Linked DNA regions of Gossypium arboreum: region 1 is linked to region 2. A link is a contact called in public Hi-C data. All regions are on one chromosome and are shown on one strand. Each heading gives the region's core, a stretch centred on a gene start, on an enhancer-like site or on the middle of the called end of the contact. The rest is flanking DNA. Distances are from core to core; before and after follow the strand shown.

What was found. Hi-C and Micro-C count contacts between places; a contact is called where the count stands out from the background.
Region 1: a contact with region 2 is called in a Hi-C map of leaf, with 4 times the contacts expected there. The contact joins the promoter of LOC108483437 here to the promoter of LOC108482141 in region 2. A contact is called at or near these places in 2 of 5 Hi-C or Micro-C datasets (both in leaf).

Annotation. Positions count from the first base shown.
Region 1 is chr1:99,309,101-99,313,310 of ASM2569848v2, reverse strand. LOC108483437 (transcription initiation factor IIF subunit beta-like) reads left to right here and starts at 1,690. Exons shown (of 6, transcript XM_017786831.2): 1 at 1,690-2,205; 2 at 2,470-2,578. The coding sequence starts at 2,011.
Region 2 is chr1:99,064,755-99,069,383 of ASM2569848v2, reverse strand. It overlaps LOC108482141 (cytokinin dehydrogenase 5-like), which reads left to right and starts at 2,998. Exons shown (of 5, transcript XM_017785250.2): 1 at 2,998-3,862; 2 at 3,942-4,069; 3 at 4,141-4,416. The coding sequence starts at 3,280.

The DNA of each region.
Region 1 (4,210 bases), core at 441-2,940, 250 kb before region 2:
AAGAACTTGGATCCAACGCTGATTCGATTGTTGAATAAGGTTGAAACCTATCTTCATCAAGAAAGCATCATTTTGCTTGCTCAAAATTTTAAATCCCAGTCCACCACTTTTAATTGGTTTGCACACTTCTTCCCATTTAATTAGACTAATCTTCCGTTTTTCATCCGTGCTCCCCCACACAAAGTTGAGGATTATTTTCTCCATTTCCAAGCAAAGACCTTTTGGAACAACGATTGATTTCATCACATAAATAGGTATGACTGACACTACCGCTTTAGCAAGTGTAATTCGTCCAGCCAAAGACAAAGCACTCGTCTTCCAGCCGACTAACTTTTGTTTCATATTGTTGATAAAATACTGAAAAGTAGCCTTCGTGACTCGTCAATGAAAAATGGGGACGCCCAAATACTTCCCAAGATCTTCAGCAGAATTATAGTCCAATCCTCCACTTATCAGATCCTTCATTTGATTAGAAACATTCTTCGTGAAATACATAGTAGTTTTCTCATTGCTCACTCCGTTGCCAGAGAAATTGCAAAACGCTTCCATCACCTGATGCACCACCATCATTCGAATTGGCAAAGATTCATTAAGCACCATTTTATCGTCATCATTTTCTCTGTGATCTCGAATCTTAACTTCTTTGTTGCTCTTTCCAGATTCAAAGACAGGGGGGATCCCAAACGCTCAAGGCTCATTTTCTTTTTTGATAGTTGAATTCAATTCACTAATTTTTTTTTTAAAGTAGCATTTATGCTAATTTTTTAATACGATGTATTTAATAATCTTGAAAACTTTTGCCCAAAAAAATTTTCAAAAACTAAAATAAAGAGAATAGATTATAGCAAACTGTGATTTCAAATTATTTTTATCTCTTTCAAAATAAAAGAATGATAAATTTAATCTTTTTTTAATTTTCAACATTTTCTTCTTAAAAATTTAAAAGGATAAAGATGATAATCATACAATACTTTTTCTAAAACAAATACGATATAAGTAAAACACATGTTAATTTTTAATTAGTTTATAAAATTAAAATATTTTCATGTCGGGATGAATTGAGAAAAATTCGAATATGATAGGTTGTAATATGATCTAATGCCTCACCCATCCTTGAAATATTTATAAAAATATCCTTAATATATAAATATAATATATATCTCCGTACATATAAAATTATAATTTATTATTGTTAAACTTAAGTAGAATATTCTTAGCTTTAAGTTCTATGACGATTTCAAAACCATGTGGATGAGAAATTTCATTAGTTCCCATTTTTTCTATAGACAAATTATAAGTCGTAACTCTAGTACATTTTTATACTTTTTAAATCTAAATTTATTTGATAAAAATTTCTATTTTTGATGATTAGAAAATGTAATGTGTTTATTAATTTTTATCTAGGACCATATAAATTAAACATCTCAATTAAGTTTTAAGTTTAAACTTAAAAATTAATCTTATTTATTCTAAAATAAAAATAAAACATTTTTTTATTTATTTCAAAAATAAAACAATTAAATTTAATTTAATTCGGATGTTTCTTATTAAATTTCTAAGTTTGGGAGGATTAGTTAAACTTAAAAAGGAGTTTTTCCTCATCCCAATTCTCAGATTTTATTTAAAATTTTATTACTTAAATCTGATGTTGAATAAAAAAATTGAAAAATAGTGGACTCGATTCAATCTGAGCTGTCCTGCCCATGAGATCCGGACAGGCTTCAACCTCAGCTAAATTTTCTCTCTATTTTTGATACCATTAGGCCCATTACTAGCTTTACGACAAATCCGGTTCCCTAAATTCGTTCCGTGCGGTTCGTCAGGGTCCAATTCATTCCTCAACTCGTAAATTTAATACTGTGAATGAACAAAAACAATTGCTGTCAGTCTTCTGGCAGCGAAAAGTAGAAGAAACTGACCAAGGAAATTTCCAGGCTCTGCCAAAACTGCCTTGCAGGTAAACGTGAAATAAGAGGAATTTTGATCAGTTCGCAGAGGAAGAGCTTGAAGATGGACGAAGATCACAGTAATAGCGGCTTTTTGGAGACTGGAAAAGCTGATAGATCGGTTTGGTTAATGAAGTGTCCGGTCGTTGTGGCCAAACCATGGAAGAGTCAGACCTCTTCTTCTTCCGATTCACAGCCTGTCGCCAAGGTTGTCCTCTCTCTCGACCCTCGCAAACCCGATGACCCTTCTTCTATGCAGGTACTCTAACCCTAAACACTTGAAGATGATAGTTTTTTAACCCTGAATTCGCAACTTGGAACTCTTAATTACAAGTTTTAGATAATACCCCTTTTTTATTAATGGTGAATTGGATCTTTAATTGTGGTAAAAGAGGTTTCTTGGTTATTGATTCTATAATCTACCAAGTAAAAGATTTGAATGACATTCTTGTTATACGTTTTAAGTTGTATTATTAGTTCTGTTGTTTTCTTATTTCTCACGAGTTTATCAGTTGATGATCAGTTTACTATGGAGATGGCTGGATCTGAGATTGGAAATATGCCAAAGAGTTACGCCTTGAATATGTTTAAAGACTTTGTTCCTATGTCCGTTTTCTCTGAAACAACTCAGGGTAAGAATTATGGTTCCTTTTTTCTTTTGCTTCTCAAGTATTCATTTGTGTGTTATCTAATTCAATCCCTTTTTGTTGTCACTTTGTACGGTAACTTGAAGTAACAATTTACCTCAAAATGTGGTTTTCTTATAAAAACTACACTGGGAGTGTTTCTTACTTTCATGATTTAGTGAATATTTTCTTAGATACATGGTGCACTTGTTGCTGTATAGCATTGAGGGTTTAATCAGAATAATGTGCATATTAGGAATTGGTATGCTGTCCACAAGTTAATTGTGAGTGTTCTTTTTATTCGTAAAAAGATTATGAGGGGAGACTATGTATACCTTTAAATGCATATTTAGTATTTTTTTGGAGTTCTTTAGTGAGCATATTGAATGTGTGTTGTGAAGAGCATTTGATTGGTTTAAGGTGGAGCCTGTTCAAGGACTGCAACTCTTTCTAAATGGATGGTGCCAATTAGTCTATTTTTTATGGATGCTTAGTAGCTGTTATGTAGGACTCTTAGGAGAAATTTTTAGGTAGGGCTCTTGGAATAAAAGAAGTTGTTTTAAGACTCTTAAAATAAAATTTGTGTTTGGTAGGACTTTATTTAGCTTGATATGCTTTTTTAAATTATTGTAATCTCCATTTCAAGGGACGATCAATAAAACAAAAGCAAGCAAAATTTTTATCAAAACCCCTAAAGAGATATGGGTCTCTCCTATGAGTCTTAAGGTTTCAGTCTCTCTTTGATGAGCTGAACTATTAATTTGAAATTCACCGAAGTAACAATTTGGTATCAGAGTCAATGATTCTCAACAATGGCAAAAAAGTAGGGGGCAGAGTGGTGAGAAGAAATATGCAAGGAGCTTGATTATATGTGAACAAGAAAGCCTTTTCTTATCTCTCTTCCGTATCCTCTGCATCAAACCCTCCTACACCATCTCAACAAAAGCCATGGCGGTCACAGCCAACTTCAGTCCCCGGTCTTATTCATTAATAGCTTCTAAATTCATATCCTACAACCCATCCTTTTCATTAAACCTGATCCAGAAAACCTTCAATCTAGACAAGTTTAATGGGTCTAAAGTTGATGTTTTACCTAGTAAAATGGATATTGGAGATGATAGAGACTCAATTGCTAGTCCTATTGTTACAAATGTGTAGTTTTTTTATTACTATGGACATGCTTGGGTTTTTGGAATTTGCAGATGTAAAAAGCTTAGCTTAGTTATTTTTTTAAAATTGTTATTGCTGGTGAGAAATTTGAAATGGCGCTGACAAACGAGAAGTATAATGGGTCTAAAGTTGATGGTTTACCTAGTAAAATGGATATTGGAGATGATAGGGACTCAATTGTTAGTCCTTCTATTGTTACAAATGTGCAGTTTTTTATTAGTATGGACATGTTTGGGCTTTTAGGAGTTGCTGACAGGAAAAGCTTAGTTGTTATTTGGTAAAAACACCTCTCTAGTCCCACTCAATTTCGATATTGAGCAAATTGGTCCCTCTTAAAAAAATTTAATCCCTTTCAATTTTAAAAGTGAGCAATTAAGGACAATTAATTACGGTAATTAATGTTTTTCATCAATTGTAAATAGTTTTGATTGATATAATAACAAATTAAGCTCTTAAATTTTGTCAATT
Region 2 (4,629 bases), core at 1,749-4,248:
GAGTTTGATTTGGCCTTTGTTTGCCTTTGTTTTTGAAAACTTTGTCTGCATGGCCCATCTTTTTGCAGATTTTGCACTGCACATCAGGCCTAAACCAACATACTTCACCTGGATGACTTAACCTTTTACAGTGTGGGCAATGTCTATATTTTCTTACACCTATATTCTAGGCTTATCTTTCCAGGTTTTCCTCCCCTTGTAGGCAAAGGAGTTTGTGGCTAGTCTGGTTTTGGCTTGGAATGCACCTTCTTGATGCTCCTCCAGTCTACTTGATCTCCTTTGCTCTTAAGCATAAAGAGCATTGATCAACTCTGTTAATGAAATGCGGGTCAGATTCCTCGAGTCTTCAAAAGATGAGATTTTTGCCTCATACCTTTCAGGCAAGCTTGAGATCACCTTCTCTACAATTCTTGCTTCACTAAATTGTTCTCCAAGTAGCCTTATGCTGTTTACTACAGCTATGATTCTGTCTGAGTATTGCTTCACTGTTTCTTCCTCTTTCATCTTCAAGTTTTCAAAGTCCCTTCTTAAGTTCAGTAACTGTTGCTAACTTGTTCTTCAGTCCTTTGGAACTCCTCCTTTAGTTTATCTCAGGACTGCTTTGGTGACTCATAAGCCATGATTCTTGTGAAAATAACATCAAACACACTGTTTTGGATGCAAGACATGGCTTTGTGCCTTTTGGTTCTTTCATCTAAATGTTGTCTGATTTGAGCCACTGTTGGAATGGCTCTAAGAGGTGTTGGTTTAACATCTGAGTTGACAACCTCCCACAAATCGAATGCCTGCAAGTAGGTCTTCATTTTCACTACCCAAATGTGGTAGCCCTCTCCATTGAAGACTGGTGGTGGCGCTGGTGAGAATCCTGAGGAAGGCATGGTTTTAAGGATTGAAATATGATAGGTCCACTTAGAATTTGGCTCTAGATACCAATTGTTGGGATTTTGGAACAATTTATCTGGAGGAAGTATGAAGCTCAATCAAAACTTGAGCAATAACGTAATTAATCCGGATAAAGAATGACAAAAACTTTGATATTCAAGTCTGGAGGTTTTTGAGCAAACGAACAGAATTTGGCTTGAACTATGAAAGCAAAAAATTGAGAGAGAGTATTTTTCTTGAATGATTTCTATTGAAATTCATTAATTAAAAAGATGGCATAATGCCAATACATATACCAGTCATAAGCTAGTCAGCTTTAACATATTTACTATTTTTAGACTTCATTGTAACTTACACCGCTTGCACATTGCAACTTGCAAATCACAACTTGTACAATTAGGTAAGCTGATCTATCAATCTTATCAGCACCAAATGCATTAAATACATTACCTACTTAGTTCTAATTAAACTAAGTTACAAAATATTACTTAAAGTAACAAAATGAAACCGAAATTGAACAGTAACATCAACTTCAGTACCTGCATGTACTTTATCTGGAAATACTACAGCAGCTTGATCTTCATACTTCATCCACATAACTTGGACTGTATGTACTTCATCCGCATAACTTATGTGGCATTGTCTGCTCATTGGTTGCTTCATGTGCTGCATGCAGGCCAACTTCAACAAAAAGTCGAATTATTAAATTCCTTCATTCTTCGATAAGGTTCTTACTTCTGAACAAAGGTCTAGTTGCTCTTCCATCCCCTGAAATATCTATCTCCTCTATCTCATCACCTTAGGGCTTTAGCTGTTCTTGCAATTGATTTGGTGCTTAGACTACCTCTTGAATCCCTTCTAACTCTACTTGGAAGCAAGATGATTGCCCATCAAATGGTTCCCCGAGTATAGATAATACACAGGCTTTTCATCACTTCCGGTGTATGAGCTAACTCCGAGATCCATCACTTCTTCCTTCACATCATTACTTATACTTGGATTCCATTCTTTCCTTTTTCTTCCTTGATGCTTCTTCTTCTTTTATGTTCCAATTTTGGTAGCAGAACCTCAATAGGTTATTTTCATCTAGTTCTTAAAAAAAAAAAAAAAAAAAAACAAAGCGCGTGTGCATATCAATTTCATTGCGCTCAAAAGGTGCCTCAGTAGTAAGGATGAAAATTATATTTGCTTCCAATATCTATTTATGCATTGGTGTCGAGAAGATGGAATGATGTTATGATTGTGTAAAAACTTTCTCATAATAAAAATATGATATGCCACATCGGCATCAATAACATGAAAGCAAAAACGTGACGTTTCCCAACATAGAAACAGTGTGTTAGTAACAAAAAAAAAACAAACAAGTATTTACAAAAATCTTGTGTACAAAACCACAATTATACGATGCTAAACTCACAAACAGCGATAGTGCCAAAGGAAAGAAAGGCGTGGTTCTGCAAAGTTTGATGATCTCATGACTGCAGTAGTAAAATTATCAATATGGATTTTGCAAAATCTGAGTTTATTAATTAAGAGGATCTTCGGTTCGTCATCGCTCGCACTTTCAAAAGCAACTCTGAAAAAAAAAAAAAAAAGAGAATCTTTACTGGTATTTGCCATATTTGTATAAAATGGTGAGGATGGATGGGGAGGCAGTGGGTGTTGGGTCGAGCATAGCGGCAGCACTCACGTGAAACCTTCCGCAGTTGGGTCCCCACGTAGTGATCCTCCCCATCTAAAACCCCAGCCCTTCCTCTCTCTTCCACACGTGTCTTCCCACCCCCTCGCACGTGATTGTCCACGTGTGTTCCCTTTCCGTCCCACTCTCACGCCTCCCTTTTATATTCTATAATAATATGAATTTAATTGAGAAAAAAAATTGTAAAAAATTGTAATTTCATGTATCACATTATTTTTATTTCTTATTTAAATAAAAGAATAATAAATAAAAATTTTCTCTTGATGTTCAGTTTTTTTATCTTGAAAAAATTTAATTTATTATTTTTTTATTAGAAAGGGATAAAAGATGATATAGAATTATAATTTGATAAAAAATTTTCTCTTGATTGAGAAGCTTTATATATACATATCAAGCCTTTTTCCTTGTTTGGCTTGAGAGAGAACCCACCATTTTTGTTTCTAAAAAAGAAATGAGAGGAATCTGTCGGTCTGTGCATGTTAGATGTTTACGTAGTAAATCTTTAAGTGTTAGCTGGGCTTACGTAAACGCTGCCATCAAAGGTTTTGTTCCTTTTCCTCCTCACTTTCCCCCTTATCTTTTAACACCTTGTTTTCTGCACTCTTCTTCTTTATTATATATTTATTCATTTCATTGTTCCAAAGAAACCATTTCTTGCAGCACCGAAAACCAAGCATTGTTTCTTTTCTTCTTTTAATATGGCAACTATGCTTCTTTTAACCTTCCTTATTTCTAGTTTAATTATGGTTACTGTTGGATTGGCCATCGACTTCATGGAGATTCTTCGCCTGGGTATTGATGGTCAACTCAGCGTCGACCCCAGCGACGTCGAAACGGCTTCTCTCGATTTTGGTTTGCTCACCCGAGGTCAACCGCTGGCTGTATTGCATCCAGTTTCGGCTCAGGACATAGCTCGAGTCGTTAAAGCAGCCTACGGGTCAAACCAGGGGATGACGGTGTCAGCTAGAGGACATGGGCATTCCATAAACGGACAGGCTCAGACCACAAACGGTGTAGTGATTCAGATGAGTGGGTGGAAAGGGGGGAATAAGCCACCTCGACCTCATGTTTGGGCTGAAGAGAGATACGTGGACGTTTGGGGTGGGGAGCTTTGGATAGATGTGTTGAAGAGTACCTTAGAGTATGGACTGGCACCCAAATCATGGACGGATTACTTGTACCTCTCTGTTGGTGGGACTCTGTCAAATGCTGGAATCAGTGGCCAAGCTTTCAATCATGGTCCACAAATTAGCAATGTTTACGAGCTTGACGTCGTTACAGGTCAAGTTCTTCCATCTTTTTCAAGCATCATTATATTATTATTGTTGTTGCATTAGAATGAATGGGATTTGGTGAACAGGAAAAGGTGAGGTGTTGACATGCTCAGAAGATGAAAACACAGAGCTGTTTCATGCTGTCCTTGGCGGTTTAGGACAATTTGGCATTATCACCAGAGCTAGAATTTCCCTTGAGCCGGCTCCAAATATGGTACCTACCATTCATTCTGTTTTTCATCCACCAGAGCAGCCTTTAACTTGCGTCTGTCTAACGTGGTGTAGGTGAGATGGATAAGAGTACTGTATTCCAATTTCTCAGCTTTTACCAGCGACCAAGAGCATCTTATATCGCTACATGCAGAGTCAAGTAACCAAAAATTCGACTACGTTGAAGGTTTCGTGATTGTAGCTGAAGGGCTCATCAACAATTGGAGATCATCTTTGTTTTCCCCTCAAAACCCTGTTAAAATCTCCACTCTTTTTCCCACTGGTGGTGTCTTGTATTGCTTGGAAATCGCAAAGAACTACCATGAATCTACTGCTCAAACCATTGACCAGGTATATTATATATCCATTTATTGCTTTGAGTACTATGTAGCCTAATCCTCTCAATCTGCCGTCAATGATGCTGATTAGTGCATTAGCTATTATTAATTACAACAATACTAAGTATCAACTCAACCTTAATTAATTATATTCGATCAAAAACAAAAACCTTAATTATTTATTACTTAATTCATAGCTTGTGAAAGTAGATAAAATTTTAAAAAA